2 separate regions of the Bombyx mori genome follow, and region 1 is linked to region 2. Evidence: chromatin contacts called from public Hi-C data. All regions are on one chromosome and are shown on one strand. The core of a region is the stretch at or near the end of the contact, and the rest is flanking DNA. Distances in the headings are between cores, read along the strand shown.

Region 1 (3,308 bases), core at 672-3,171, 81 kb before region 2:
CGAAGGAAGCCGAGGTCGACAAACATGTAATCTAAGGTTTACTTTTTTACTTTCCAAGGGCTGTATACTATTTTTTTGTCCGACAAAGGCGGAATGCGGCAACTTTGTTTAGCACAGCGGGACGAAAATTGACACTTTCCGCCCGGAGGGAAAAAAAATTCTTTTCTAAAATCATATTCAGAGCAAAATCTTTTTATTCTTTTCTAAAATCATATTCAGAGCAAAATCTTTTTTGTTTAAAAAAAATATTTTATGATGTTACTTAATAAAAGCTATAAAAAATCGAATTTTAATCAACTTTTATAAATTAATATTTTGAAATTATAACATCATTCTTCTGTCCTTCTCCCAGTCACCCGGGGTCGGCGCAACATGTTTTCTCCTTCCATATTCCTCTATCATACACCATATCTTCACTCACTCCCCTCTTACACATATCGTCTTTCACGCAATCCATCCATTTCTTCTTAGGTCTGCCTCTTCCTCTATATCCTTCCACGTTCATAGTTAACACTCTCTTACCAACCTTATTTTAGTCTCATCACACGTCCATACCGTCCCAAACGCGCACTTCTCAACTTCTCCGTCAGAGGTGCCACTTTCAGTCTTCCTCTAACATATTTTGAAATTATAACATAGTAATAATAAACATATCAAAATTTATCACAAATTTTAGTTAAAACACTCTTTTTTTTTTGAGATTGTTTTACGGCCCTGGATGCGAGTCCTTATGAGAGTTAAAACACAAATAGGCAGTGTTGCCAATACATATATTGTGAATACCTGGATTTTTAATAATGACATTAGAGAGTGCTGTCAAAGCATGTGTTATGTGCTCCACTCGCTCCAAGGTCATGTCGCCTTTAACTTCTTCCCGAACGAATTTCAGCAGATCCAATATGAACTGTTGTGGGTTCTGAAAATTAAAATATTATAATAATACAATACACCTTTTTAATTAAAATATATTATTAAAAGAAAAAAGCAAGACGACAAAAAAAAATTGACGTATTAAAATATCTTACATGACATAAAATAATATTAATAGTACATATTTAAATATCAAAGAAAACTTTGTGATTAGAAACTACCTTTTTCGATTTAGAATTATAATGGAACATCGACATTTAATATGCAATTATTATCTTTTCATTTCCATAAAGGTGATCTTTACTTTTTTTCGTTTTACCTTTTTATTTAACACATTCTAAATAAATAATTGAAGATATTTACTTCATAATTTATACTGCAACCATAATCTCCTACTTTAATACTTAATTTCATAGCCGGCGACGAATCACACAAGGTCATCTTGTCCCAAACTAGGAATTATTATTACTATTGGAACTGAAGACTGATATACATACGTTTAAATATATATATATAATATGTATATAGTTACCATACATTTAGACAAAGTGCTAACAAAACTGTTCGAATCTACGACCGTGGGCCCAACAGTGGAGCTGAACATCAGTGCTAGTAATGTTCCGGTCATCATTCTCGTCGAACCCGTCGCTTGCGACGAAGGGCTCGACGAGTAAATTAACCCTCAGACACAGCCCACTGAGTTTCTCGCCGGATCTTCTCAGTGGGTCGCGTTTCCGATCCGGTGGTAGATTCTGCGAAGCACGGCTCTTGCTAGGGTTTGTGTTAGCAAAGTGGTCAGGTTTGAGCCCCGTGAGCTCACCTACTGGTTAAGGTTACGCTGAAATAGCCTCTCATGGCTCTCAGCTTAGGTAGAAAAAAAAGATAGTAATCCGCACGTACGTACTTACCTCAATAGGAAAGTCAGGCTGTTCGTTGTATATGTCAATGTAGACTCCGCCGACCGACAGAAGGCCCGCGTGTGCCGAGTACGTGAAGGGCGCTATCAGCGGCCCCTCCTCCTCGTAGTTGGCCCTGGTGTTCTGCAGCACGTCTTGTAGTTCGGCTCGCGTGCTGTTGTCCCACACCAGGTACGGAGTGTGCCAGTTCGACGTTAGAGTCTTTAGGAGCTGCAAGCGAAATCAAAACTAAGCACTCTGTGCGTCGTATTCCTCAGTGCTGAGGGTCGTGACCTTTAAGGAGCACTTTTGTTAGGACTATGTTCCTCCATTCATTCATGTCCTCCGCGTAGTGGATAGCGACGTTGATGCTGGAGTCCAAAGTCGTCTTAATCTGATCGGACCAGCGCACGGGACTACTAACTAAGCACTATCCAATAGTATGTATATATAGGTAGAGTATAAATATTGTTACGCCGGTAAGAGTAACGCCATCTATCGCTGAATATTCGAACAAATATCGAAGGATCTAGTAGCACCTAGAACGCTCGAGAAGTATTGTACGTAACGCCATTTATTGTCAGATAGCGGAAACACAATACTAGAGATGTGTGGAATATTCTCGATAATCCTAGGGATGTGGTATCGACTATAAAAGCGTTGCAGAGATGGCACGCGGTCAGTTATTAAGCGGAATTATTCGAAGCGAAACAGCGAACAGATCACCTGAAGCGAAGCGGAAAAAGCGAATTGAGAATTTTAAAGTGTTTGTTGAGTGTTTTAGTGTGTTGTGTGTGAATAAAGTATTACATTAGTAATTCGGTAGAACTTTTATTTATCCCGAACCCCAGCGCGTAACAATATGTAGGATGGGTAAGAACGGAACGTATGAAAAAAGTGTAGAACGGAGCGTTAAGATGTGAGTGAGAGAAAACGGTAAGAAAGGGATAAGAGAATGACAGAAAAAAGGAAGACGGTTAAATGCGAAAGGTGTAAAAAGATGTCAATTAATTTTTAATTATTATAATAAACAAGTTTTGGAAGTGAAGAGTAAAAGTGCAACAGTATTGAATATAAAAAAATAGAATAAAGAAGAGAAGGTTAAGTGTTAGATCACGAAAAAAATAATCTGGATCTAAAGTCGTATCAATAATTTTTAGCAGACTTTAAAAAAAGGAGGGCTTATCAATTCAACTATATTTTTATGTGTTACCTCAGAACTATTTACTAAATGAACCGATTGTAACGATTGTTTGTTTGAGCTGGCCTTTGTGATGTGGTTTAGTTTTAACAAGGATCTAGTTTTTGAATCACATCGAGACATTGATGATATTTTTTATAACGCTGAAATCAGTTATTCTTATTGCTTAGATAATTGGACGAGCTCACGGCCAACCTGGTGTTAAATGGTCACCGGAGCTCGTGGATAACAACAATGTAAGTGCTGCCACCCACCTTGAGATATGAGTTCAAAGTCTCAATTTTTATAGTACAACGGCTGCTCGACCCTTCAATCCGAAACGCATTAGTTTCACGGCAGAA
Region 2 (3,518 bases), core at 757-3,256:
GGGGCAGCCGTTGTACTGTTACAAGTGAGAACTTAGAACTCATGTTTCAAGGTGGATGGCGGCAATTTACGTTGTAGATGTCTATGGGCTCCGGTAACCAATCAAAACCAGGTGGTCCGTGAGCTCGTCCACCCATCTAAGCAATAAATAAATAAAATTGTACTCTAGAAAGACCCAGATTAGCAGCTCATTTTAAAATCTCTTTAAAGACACTGTAAATAACACACTGGTTATAGGTGGTTTGAATGGACTCTGCTACAGCGATGAGCGGTGCGATGGTAATAACGAGATGACGGGATCATCTCAAACAGTTTCATAAAGCCCTCAGTCGCAACGTTTTCGTTGCGGCGATGTTTGAAGTCCAGAAAGCCATTCGTGCACCATACAAACATCTTAGTAGGTATAATTTTGTTTTTTTTTTTATGATTGAAGGATTACTGGTGGCCCGGAGGCCTTTCCAGTTTCACCAGGACAGGTGGGCGAGCAAAGGCTCAGCCAGGAGGGGTGGGATTTGCTAACAGCTACCCGAGCGCCTCCGAAGGAGACCTAACAGCACAAGAGTAGCTGCTTCGCGAATGAATCTACTACCGGATCGGAATCGCGACCCGCTGAGAAGATCCGGCGAGAAACTCAGCGAGCTGATTCATGGGTTAGGTTGCACGGCGAACTCTTTGTCGAGTTCGACGAGTACGGTTACCGAGGTCCCTAAGCCTGCTCCTAGTGTTAGAGCCCTAGGTCGTCGACCTAGGTCGAGGCCCAGGTCGTCGTGTAGGTCAACGTTCCTCACGAACCACGGAGCTCCGACGGCTAACCTGCAAAAGCGGGATTGTAGAGATTGGAGGGTGTCTATGTGTGTGCGGGCCGCGTGAGCGAACACCACACTCGCGTAAGTCATGACGGGCCTTATGCAAGTTTTGTAAAGTGTCACCTTGTTCCGAAGGGACATTTTACTCCGCTTACAGATCATGGGGTAGAGTCTACCGAGAATAAACGCGGCACGGTCACGGACTGATTTTATAAGCGGGCGGAATGTCATCGATGCATCCAGGGTAACGCCCAGGTACATGACCTTCCTGGCCCAGGGTTTGGGTTATCTAAAGAGATATAATTTTGTCTGTTGTCAAGCAAAAGATATATATATATCAATTTCACACTAACTTCTCCTCTGGTGCTTGTTTGTTCCTCGCCTTGAAATATTTCTCGGCCGCGCCTTTGTCTCTGCTTCCGTAAAACAAATCTAAAACTTCAGGTGCTATAGGTTTCATTAAGCTATCGTCTTCGGCTGGTGTTAGTTCTCGCAGTGGAACTTCTACTGGTTTCTTAACTGGTTCGTCTAATTTCTGAGAACGCACCGGTTTAATATGTATTATTTTTCTAGTTTAAATTATAATTATTTATGTACAGTCAAGTATTAATAGTATTATTATTAGTAGTAATAAGTATTATAGAGTATTTAGCATTATAGGTAATTCTACCAAAATTCTATAAATTTTATTGTTAAATGAAACAAAAAGCCCTGACTGTTTTAAAAAATACTAACTGGAAAATAAAAAACTGTCTCAATAATATAAAGGTTAGTAGACTTATCGACCGAGAGAAGCAAAAATATTTAGGTAACTTTTGTGTGTCATTGATACATGGGCATCAGAGACCCAGTTAGCCCTCTTCGCCGATGGTACGGCTATCCACGATTATGATTTGTAATAATTTATGTTTTACCGCTATCAGCTCATGGGCTAGTGCTATGGACGTGTCGATTTCTCTGACACGTTTCTCTTTGGCCGCTTCCAGAACTTTCAATAAGTTCTCCTGGTACCAGCGCCGATCGCGCCTCTTTGACTTCTGTGTGGCATCAGCGTAGAATTCATAAGACATTTTATGAAGCTCAGTTATGCTTTAATTCATCAATGCATAATATTACTTTTCTTTGTCATGAATGATAATAATTCTCACAAGAATTTTGACAAAACTCAAAAGATGCTTAGTCTATTGTAAATTTGTTTCAAATGAAGAAACTATGGTAGAAGAGTTGGTTCTTATGGTTCTATCGTAAAGCAATTAAAGTTAGACCTCTTTTTAAGACGATTTTATTAACCTAACGCTGCTTTATTAGGTATTTGACGGAATATTTATTAGCAATTTTCATTATTAATTTGAAACTAGAAAGTTAGATCCCCGACCTAGATGATGGGGTAACAAACAGCCGCCGTCGCCCTAGACGTGTTCTTTCCGATTCTCTCGATCCACTGTCGATGCTATAAGGCACTCCAGGCATAGGTCACCGACCGCTCTCCGTGTATCGTGCTCACAGAGCACTCCCAGCAGTACAAAGCACGGGGACTCCCACGGTGAAGGAATAACATCGTGTAATAAAAATCAAACCCGCAAAATTATAATTTGCGTAATTACTGGTGGTAGGACCTCTTGTGAGTCCGCACGGGTAGGAACCACCACTCTACCTATTTCTGCCGTGAAACAGTAATATGTACATATAAAACGAAACGGGTATTTATTATATATTTATTATCCATATTTTAATTAACATTAGACGGGTATGCAGATTGCAAGCCCAGCAAAATTTTTACAGTCAATTAATTCTGGCTTTGTGATCTGGCCGCTTTCCTTCCCATGACTGGTGTATTTCCCATTCGTAATAAGCTCCGTAGGCCCCTGGCTTCTCGCGTGCTGTCCAGCTGTTCGGACGGTACCGCGCAGAAGTCGTCCACGAGGGGTGCCGTGCCACTAAGACGCTCCGCATACTGACTAAGGCGCGATTGATGAGTGGTCGGAGATGTCTTATCCATAGGTTGTTGTTGTAGCGTCTAAAAAATTATTTTCGAACACATTATTATCGCTAAGTGTCCAAGCACTGTCTTGCCGCTCAATCAATTACGTTCGTGATTGTACGGATGATGTAACTTAAAGAGTGGCACTGAATTTAAAAAATAAATAAAAAAAGCGGTAATAGCTTGTCATGTCATGTTTATGTCAACTAATGGCTTCTCTTCATAATCGGCCATGATGGGCGATTATAGATACTCATGGCTCCTCTTCACAATCGGCCATGATGGGCTAACAAATGATCGTCCATCATCGCCGCCATAATCGGGCAACTCTCCACACAATCGTAAACGTTCATTTACTGACTGTCTACTGATATGTTAAGGCGTCTAGGTATCGATGATGGAAATCGAGGGGATCGCGGCTGCGGCAATATTTTTAGTTAGCTCATATAGTCATTTAGTTATTGTGCGCGAAAACAGAATCGTGAAAACTCTTTTTTTTATTGCCCTTGTAGACAGACGAATATACCTGATGGTGAGTGGTTATCGTCGCCCATGGACTTCAGCAATGCTAGGTGTAGAGCCAAGCCGCTGCCTACCGATAACTATAAAAAAGATGGAGGAAGAGAAGTGGGTGGTGGCTATCAATCGGAACAAAACAAGGTCCACGCAACCATAGTTTTGTAGTCGACACAATTGACACACACTCGAGACAACTACATCCTGACTAATCGG

The links. A called contact is a pair of places that touch in the nucleus more often than the background predicts.
Region 1: a contact with region 2 is called in a Hi-C map of middle silk gland, with 2.0 times the contacts expected there. The contact joins the enhancer-like site here to the promoter of LOC101743100 in region 2. A contact is called at or near these places in 2 of 7 Hi-C or Micro-C datasets (middle silk gland and whole pupa).

What each region holds. Positions count from the first base shown.
Region 1 is chr19:11,417,739-11,421,046 of ASM3026992v2, reverse strand. It overlaps LOC101739626 (dnaJ homolog subfamily C member 13), which reads right to left. Exons shown (of 39, transcript XM_062674100.1): 29 at 1,779-1,997; 30 at 784-916. Among protein-coding and RNA genes, the nearest start is that of LOC101739626, 33 kb to the right of the region's middle. Within about 2 kb of position 1,921, at least 3 of the 8 cell types and tissues checked have open chromatin away from gene starts, as enhancers often do.
Region 2 is chr19:11,336,496-11,340,013 of ASM3026992v2, reverse strand. LOC101743100 (protein SPMIP1) reads right to left here and starts at 2,006. Exons shown (of 3, transcript XM_004922401.4): 1 at 1,720-2,006; 2 at 1,159-1,340. The coding sequence starts at 1,875. It overlaps LOC101742670 (WD repeat-containing protein 91), which reads right to left. Exons shown (of 4, transcript XM_062674098.1): 4 at 2,507-2,822. The coding sequence ends at 2,592.